Regions from separate parts of the Zea mays genome. Here region 1 is linked to region 2. Evidence: chromatin contacts called from public Hi-C data. All regions are on one chromosome and are shown on one strand. The core of a region is the stretch at or near the end of the contact, and the rest is flanking DNA. Distances in the headings are between cores, read along the strand shown. Region 1 has its middle 26 kb from the start of LOC100384836. Region 2 holds the start of LOC100283598.

What was found. Hi-C and Micro-C count contacts between places; a contact is called where the count stands out from the background.
Region 1: a contact with region 2 is called in a Hi-C map of endosperm, with 2.3 times the contacts expected there. The contact joins the enhancer-like site here to the promoter of LOC100283598 in region 2. A contact is called at or near these places in 5 of 25 Hi-C or Micro-C datasets (ear, endosperm, leaf and 2 more).

The regions. Positions count from the first base shown.
Region 1 is chr6:161,475,265-161,479,592 of Zm-B73-REFERENCE-NAM-5.0, reverse strand. No RefSeq gene overlaps it. Among protein-coding and RNA genes, the nearest start is that of LOC100384836, 26 kb to the left of the region's middle. Within about 2 kb of position 2,757, at least 19 of the 20 cell types and tissues checked have an H3K27ac peak or open chromatin away from gene starts, as enhancers often do. A contact at or near this core is called in ear, endosperm, leaf and 2 more, where this site is marked.
Region 2 is chr6:161,432,809-161,437,114 of Zm-B73-REFERENCE-NAM-5.0, reverse strand. It overlaps LOC100283598, which reads left to right and starts at 2,368. Exons shown (of 5, transcript NM_001371952.1): 1 at 2,368-2,559; 2 at 2,929-3,114; 3 at 3,210-3,503. The coding sequence starts at 2,515.

The sequences.
Region 1 (4,328 bases), core at 1,508-4,007, 42 kb before region 2:
GCATGACCTGCTTCGGCTGAGCCTGTTGTGCTGCTGCTTCAGCTATTTCCTTTTGCTTCTGAATAGTAACATGGCACATCCTGGTAGTATGGCCTTTGTTCTCACCGCAGAATAAGCAAAAGATTCTTCTCGGTTGATCGCCAAATCTTCCTCCGAAGCCCCTGGCGCCTCTGCCTCTTGGAGCTGGAGGTCGGAAGGAGCTTTGTTGTTGCCCTGAAGCCTGTGAGGAGTATTGTGGCCTTTGCTGCTGACTCCCTTTATCATCATTCTGAGTAGAATTGTGAATTGACCTGACATGCCTCGGGAAAAACCTTCCTCCGAAGCCCCTGGTCATTTCAGAAAACCTGAAAGCCTCCTCCCTTCTTTGACGAAAATCATTGTCAGCTCGAATGTATTCGTCCATCTTCTGGAGCAGCTTTTCCAGCGTTTGTGGTGGCTTCCTGGCAAAATACTGTGCTGACGGCCCTGGCCGAAGCCCCTTGATCATAGCCTCAATGACAATCTCATTGGGCACTGTTGGCGCCTGTGCCCTCAATCGTAGAAACCTTCGGACATATGCCTGAAGGTACTCTTCATGGTCCTGGGTACATTGGAAGAGAGCCTGAGCAGTGACCGGCTTCGTCTGAAACCCTTGAAAGCTAGTTAACAACAAGTCCTTCAGCTTCTGCCATGAAGTGATCGTTCCTGGTCGAAGGGAGGAATACCAGGTTTGAGCAACACTTCTGACAGCCATAACGAAAGATTTGGCCATGACAGAAGCATTGCCACCGTACGAAGACACTGTTGCTTCGTAGCTCATCAAAAACTGCTTCGGGTCTGAGTGGCCATCAAATACGGGGAGCTGAGGCGGCTTGTAGGACGGAGGCCAAGGTGTAGCCTGCAGCTCAGTGGACAGGGGAGAAGCATCATCAAAAACAAAATTCCCATGATGGAAATTGTCATACCAGTCATCTTCGTTGGGAAAACCCTCCTGATGAAGGTCTTGATGCTGAGGCCTTCGGTGTTGCTCATCCTGAGCAAGATGACGAACTTCTTCAGAGGCTTCGTCTATCTGCCTCTGCAGTTCAGCTAGCCTGGCCATCTTCTCCTTCTTGCGTTGAACCTGCTGCTGAAGGATTTCCAGATTTTGAATCTCCTGATCTAGATCATCCTCCGGAGGTGTTGGACTGGTAGCCTTCCTCTTCTGGCTTCGTGCCTCTCTAAGAGAAAGGACGTCTTGATTGGGGTCCAGCGGCTGCAGCGTGCCAGCCCCTGGTGCTGAAGCCTTCTTCGGCGGCATGACGAAGGTGATGCTTGCCGAAGGTGTTGAAAAGCTCAAGAAATGGAAGTGAGTTCACCGGAGGTGGGCGCCAATGTTGGGGACTTGTTCTCAAGTGCTATGAGTTAAGAACAAGGCAACATAGAAAATGTTAATCGTTAAAGTCCTTCGTCCTCCGAAGCATTATTTCCCTTAGGATATAATGGTTTACGGACGAAGGTTATGAAGGACATACCTTCATAAATTCATTAAACAATGACGAAGGAGAAAATCTAAAGGATGTAAAAGACAATATGGACGATTATTTATTATTATCAAGCATAAACGGAAACATTATTGAATTACAAGTATACCTTTAGTCGAGAAGGGATGACAATACAGGCGTGACGCAAAAAGTGAATGCCAAGTCAGCGTGAACAGTACGGGGATACTGTTCACCTATTTATAGACACGAGACACAGCCCTTACAAAATTACATTCATGCCCTTTACATTTGATAATAACTCTATAGTAGTCTATCGAGGTCTGAATAGCCTTTTCATCTTTAAGTCGGTTCCACTCTTTGCTGTCGCGCCGAAGCTTTCCTGCTCGCACCTTCGGCTCTGTATCTACCTTCGTATTATTTCGGTCTACTGCAATGCCGACTTTAGTCCGAGGATACCTGTTCAAACATTGTACTGCAGAAATACTGTTAAATCCTGTTTTTGAGTACCTTCGGACGCCGAAGGTCCCCAACAGCTGGCTTAGGATATTGACGTGATAGATTTTTTTTTTTGAACGAAGATATTGACGTGATAGATTGCACGCATTATTTAGAGAGATTCCGGTCGTCGAATTGCAATATCGTACGTTCTCTATGGTTGATGTTCACATACGAATACTGGCATCAATATGTTTGTTTGGTTTTAATCAGTAGTGACTTCTACTATTTATACAATATTTTTGTCCCTATTTAGACTGATTTGATGGTAAGGGATCCCAACGGGATCCATGGGAGAAATTCACTTGCAATTCAATTTTGAATAACAAGGGGATTCATCCCCCATGGATCCCTTTGGGATCCCTTAGCACCAAATCAGCCCTAAGTTAGTTTTATTTGGGTTAATTTAATGAATTGGTTATTTAAGAACGAAAGTATATATAAAATTATTCTGATCCTCTGTCTTTGGGTCAGTGGATTGGCGAAGCCACACGTGCAGTTTTCTTAATTACTACTCGTGGAGTACTAGTAGGAGTAATAAATCCAGTTCTTCGTCAAATCATGTCCGTCCTTCTAGATTAGGCTGATTGATCTGACGAAGGCATGGCAGCCACAGGCTAGATCATAGCCCTAGCCCCTAGAGACTGTAGGGAGCTGATTTCGCCGTAGGCCTCTTGTGGCGCCTGTCGTCTGGGCCCACCTCGGCGTCCCATCGCAACTTCGATGTCCCCGACCCAGGGCCAGCAACTCGCTGGCTGGGCCTGGTGCACCGTGCATTCCCAACAGTGACTGACTGTTGTTGACCAGTCGTGGACCCCTACACCCACCTGGCACTGGCGACGCACGTGGTAGACGCGGTGTATGTGTATCTGTAACCTTTTGGTGGAAGCTGGAGCTGGAGCCGGAGCCGGAGCCTGGAGTTGGACTGATGCTGCTGAGCTGGCGTGTTTTGCGTGTAGCCCCTCACAGGTATTCGGATTTCATCATTACGGGTCATTCGGTACTTAGCGGTACGCGGTAGCTGTTCCATGAATGATGCCGTGGTGAACTGGTGATACCGTGCGCTAAGGCCGAATTTTTTGCATTTTAACCCTTCCTCGAAAACAATATCACGTTTAGACCCTAAAAAAATTTAATGTCATTTTTGGACCCTTTGCTCGGCGCCATAGCCTATGGCGCCGAGGTAACACAGCTCGGCGCCATAGGCTATGGCGCCGAGGTAGCTGCTACGCTGGCCCAAACGGATGACGTGGCGCTGACGTGGTACCGAGCTCGGCGCCATAGATCTTGGCACCGAGCTCGGTTTTGTACACAAAGGTCCTCTAGCTCAGTTGGTAGAGCGTAAGATTCTTAATCTTGTGGTTGTGGGTTCGAGCCCCACGGTGGGTGTTTTTTTGTCTTTGTCACTAATTTATTTTTTTGTTGTCTTATAAAAATCACAAATTTTATTCTTGGTCTCCATCTTCTTCATCTCCGGTTCTACCAGCCCGGGCGGCGGTAACACTCTCTTTTGCTCGTCAAACACAGCTTATGGGCACGCAGCAGAGACGGGATCTCCAGGCGAACACTCCAGCGTTGCGTAAACTTGACACGATGCTTCTCGTAAGCACCACCACTCCGATCCGTGCATACCACGTGATCCTCTCTCCTTTTCTGCTGTGTTCTTGCTTACCCACTGAGCAGAGCTAGCGCTGCATCGAACAGGACTACCTGGACAACTTCAAGGAACGCAAGCGATGGTCCCTATTGTGTTCAGATGATTTTACAAGAAAATAAAAAAATTAGCTGAACTACTTTGATTGCTTTCATTTGACGGTGATATATATATATATATATATATATATATATATATATATATATATATATATATATATATATAGCCATTGCGTTAAACAAAAACAAAAAATATCTAGATGAATAAACAAATCAGTCACAAAAACAAAAAATTTAGATGAGAAATAAATCTGGGCGGACAAATGAGCGACATAAACGAAAATATAGACAACAAAAAAATAAATTAGTGACAAAGACAAAAAAACACCCACCATGGGGCTCGAACCCAAAACCACAAGGTTAAGAGTCTTACGCTCTACCACTGAGCTAGACAACCTTTGCGTACAGAACCGAGCTCGGCGCCAAGATCTATGGCGCCGAGCTCGGTACCACGTCAGCGCCACGTCGTCCGTTTGGGCCAGCGTAGCAGCTACCTCGGCGCCATAGCCTATGGCGCCGAGCTGTGTTACCTCGGCGCCATAGGCTATGGCGCCGAGCAAAGGGTCCAAAAATGACATTAAAATTTTTTAGGGTCCAAACATGATATTATTTTCGAGGAAGGGTTAAAATGCAAAAAATTCGGGCGCTAAGGCTGGT
Region 2 (4,306 bases), core at 1,119-3,618:
TGACCTACGAACCCCTCGGACCATAGAGCACTCATGAACTACAATCCCTTGGACTATGGCACATTTATGACCTGCGCATCCCCAATTAGTAGAGCACTCATCACCTATCGGGACGAGGCTTGGGTGCACAGACCGCTTGCAGCGTGCAACACGACGAGTCACACCAAGCCCAGGGCTACGAAGGCTAGGGGTCAGTATAGCTCAAATGATGGTGTCTTGTCTCACACCAACGTCGTCTGTAATAAAGAATACAGGACAACCAAACGACCGCAGGCACATGTGGCTTTAACCCATGGTAAGACGCCCAGTTTTACCATCGCCTGGTAGCTCATTCCCAAAGAAGCCACCACGGGTCGACCCCCCTCCTTAGCCTATAAAAGGAGGAGGCCACCCCCCGAACACGGGAACTTCCTTTCGGACGGACGACGCAAGGACGAACACCAGACGAGACGACGCCTAGAAGATCGACGAACAGGAGGAGGACCCCGATGCTGGAGCCTCGTCGCCAAGCTAAGACTTAGCTAGGACTCAACCTTTTAACCACCTCAACCACGAACAAGCGACTTCGGAGCCTCTCCTCACTCTCTCGCACTGCTTGTAACCCCTATTACGAGCTTCGATCATCAATGGTATCGGTAGCGCAAACCGTTGATGATTGGATGTAGGGACATTCTGCCCAAACCAGTCTAAACCTTGCGCCCACCGCGCACACCGTCCGGAGCCCGGAACACGAACAATAAATCTACTTGTCGAAGCGAGGTTTGAAACACCGACAGTTGGCTTGCCAGGTTGGGGACTTGCACGTTCCACGACGATGTTCTTCAAAGCTCCTAATGGCTGGCAACGACGTTGACATGGTCAGGACTCCCGGAACAACCATCAGTTTTGGGAATCTTGATTTCATTGTCGGTAGTAAGGAAACAATGGGTCGGGCCTCGAAAGCCCTGGTTCCCTGGATGAGCAAATCACTCGACGTCATCGAAGGGTTTGGCTACCTGTGGCTCGGTCCTTCAGGAGGTGGCGACCAGCAACGGCGCGTGCCACAACCCGCTTTCGCCGAGGTCGCGGGTATGCTAGGCCCCATCTAGGGTCTATTTCGCGACCTCCTCTCGCCAGAGTCAGAAAGCGAACTGGTTCCCATGTCAAGTGGGATTGGTCGCGACTGGACCTAGGAGTGCCTCATGGTCACCTCGGTAGGGGACCCCTCTTCTTATGGAGAACCTAGAGGAGGCCCCACTAGTGCTGCGATATACACCGTAACTTCCGCCCTGCTTCGATTCGACCTGTTATCCCAGGAACTGTCCTCGGGACAAGGCTTCACTAAGGGCGGTCGAGGTTCCATAACCAGGAGGTGGGGCTGCCACGACGTCGAACGGTGTGACTGCGACGTAGTTTTTGGCCAACACACGCCATAGCGTTTAGCGCCCGCTGCCGCCGCTTGACCTACAGTGGGGTTGGCTCACCGCGATTTCCCCGAGCAAGCTAGAACGTCGTGCCGCCACAACGCTTTTGGACAAACTCCTCGAGGCGAAAACTCCAAGCGAACAAAGGACCCACCAAGGAATTTGGGGCTTCCTCAAACTCGCAGTTTGGCAGCAGCCAGCAGGTCGAATCTTCTACATCACAACATTAGGAACTTAGGGTTGACCGATGCACCACATTCATGCCATCGAGGAACGACGCCATGCTGGGGCAGCCGCCCGGATCCGAGAAAGGCACGGAACGAACCTCGCTCTGTCGGCGCCTAGGGCTTGGTAGAAGAGCGCGTAGCACGCCCAATCCAGAAAAAAGAAAGAGAATACAGAGGGGGCTAGACATAGAACAACTGGTGTCGCAGAGGCCCCTTCAATCCTGATGAGGACCTAAGCCTAAGCCCCCGCCCCGATACCTCGGGCTTTTAGCCACCGCATCCTTCAGGCACCCGTTATGTTTGGGCTAAGCTTATTTAAATTTTAATTTTATGAAAATAGCTAGCTCATTAATAGTACGAGTATGACATAACAAATTACCGTTGTAACGTATGAAGATATTTGCTAATTATTGTCAAAATATAATCTTCTAAGATTGACGATATGAGCGTTTCCTTGCTAAAAGAAGGGTAACTGTTTACATACATGCGCATTTGTTTATTTCCCTAAAAGACAAGGTGTCATGTGCAATAACACTGAAACTGAGTCCCCCTCTTGTCCGGCCGCCGCTGCCAGCTTGTATCTCGTAATATCTTACTCATTTTTTCCGTTAAAAAAGAAAAGCTTTTCATTTTACACCTCACCTCCCCGTCCCACCACGTACAAAGGCGACGCGAGCAGCGTTTGCTTCCCTTTCCCTGCTGTGCTCGGCCTCGCCGCTTCCTCTGCCCTGGCTCAACGATTCCTCCGCTTTTCCTTTTTCAAAATCGCCCTTTCCTCGTGCGCGTGTCGACTCCTTCCTGCTCGCCGCCGGGTCTGGGCTGGGTGACGCTGCCTCGGATGAGGCCGCGCTGACCGGAGCCGTAGCCGGACCACCCGCCCACCCATGGCGCGCCCGCAGCGCGTGTATGAGGCTTGGAAAGGGAACAATGTAAAGATCCTGCCCTCTCTTTCCCCTGCCCCCCTCGCTTCATCTTATTAGTTCTTGAACCGGGAATCTGGGTTGCACTGTTCGGTTCTTTCGTGGGGAATTCCGCTTCCGCTTCTTGCTGTACGGGGTCGTTTTGGTAGAGTTGGTTCGCGTCTGGTCTGTACTTATTATGCCAGCGTGCTGTTTAATACTTTATCGTTCTCGGCGATTCCAGGCACGAACATGAACAGTAGATTGCGTGGGATGCGTGGCTCATGTTATCTTGTTTGCTGTCCTGTGAACCTGTGTGTGTGTGTGTGTGTGTGTGTGTGTGGAACTGTCAATGTGCGGCCCTACTGCATTCTGACGTAGTTCGTTCGCTGTCTGCAGAAATTCTTCTTTGGTGGGAGGCTCATATTCGGACCTGACGCCAAGTCACTGATCCTGTCTGTTTCGCTCATTGTGGCCCCGGTATTGGTCTTCTGCGGATTCGTTGCTCGGCATCTTCGCCACCACTTCCCGGCTTACAATGCTGGATATGCGATTCCTGCGGTAGCTGTAGTGTTTATGATTTATGTGAGTTCTGTGTGCTGATTCCTGCTGGTATCGATCAGTTAGCATTCGCGATATGCTCTTGGCTGAGCACGGATCATTGTTTTCCTTCTGTGTAGGTGCTAGTCCTGCTCTTGATTACATCAGCGCAGGATCCTGGGATCGTTCCCCGCGCAGCCCACCCGCCGGAGGATGAGTTTTCTTATGGCAACGCTTTGTCTGGGGGCACGCCTGGGAGGCTACAATTCCCCCGTGTAAAGGAAGTACTGGTTAATGGGATGCCTGTGAAAGTGAAGTATTGTGACACCTGCATGATTTATCGGCCTCCTCGATGCTCACACTGTTCGATATGCAACAATTGTGTAGAGCGCTTTGACCATCATTGCCCCTGGGTTGGACAATGCATTGGGCAGGTAGATAGTCCTATTTCTCTACTGTAATCTAGCGTATTTTTTATGATTTGTTGCTGTATCAACTAGCAAACATAAATAGACCCTGAACATGTTGATTTCACATGTCTGTCAAAAAAGCATGTACTTTTCATATGAATATGTCTAGATTCCTGGAATATCTACACACAAGAGAAGTGTTACACAATATTTGTTGTTCCTCTGGTTATTGCTTATAAATGCATTCGCTTCGTTTTGCACTTTTCTTATATGGTGTGATGCTAGTCAGCCTGCTTTTAGTTAAAATATTTCGAGTACTCTAGAACACAGGCTGGAACCTTGTTCCATTATTTTTTAAAAAGTACTCTTGACGGCTCAAAAAAAGTAAGTGAATGCAAATCAAATGGTTCAATGCTGTGCAAGCATAGTATATAAGTGCCAGAGGGAGGTTGGAATAGCCTTATATGAGTTTTCTTATATGGGCTTTGTTTGGTGTTGGATTGTGTCACATACCTAGAATTTCAGGCCTTCTTAACTAAGGTTATATGCATACCAATAGTAGTGATGAAACTGTGTGATGTGGTGCTCTCTAATGTCTCCTTCTGAGTTCAGCTTTAGCATAGAAATAAGACAGGTTAAGAAAAAACAGTCATATTGTAGTAGCATTGTAATTGTAATGCACTTGCCACCATTTGACATAGTTAACACGTTCACCTACTTAGTATACCAGACATATAACTGTTGTATTTCCTTGACATAAATGTGAACCTTTGGTGGGCATGGGACATGCTTCTTTACTTAATGTTGTTTGCTAGGTGGACATGCAA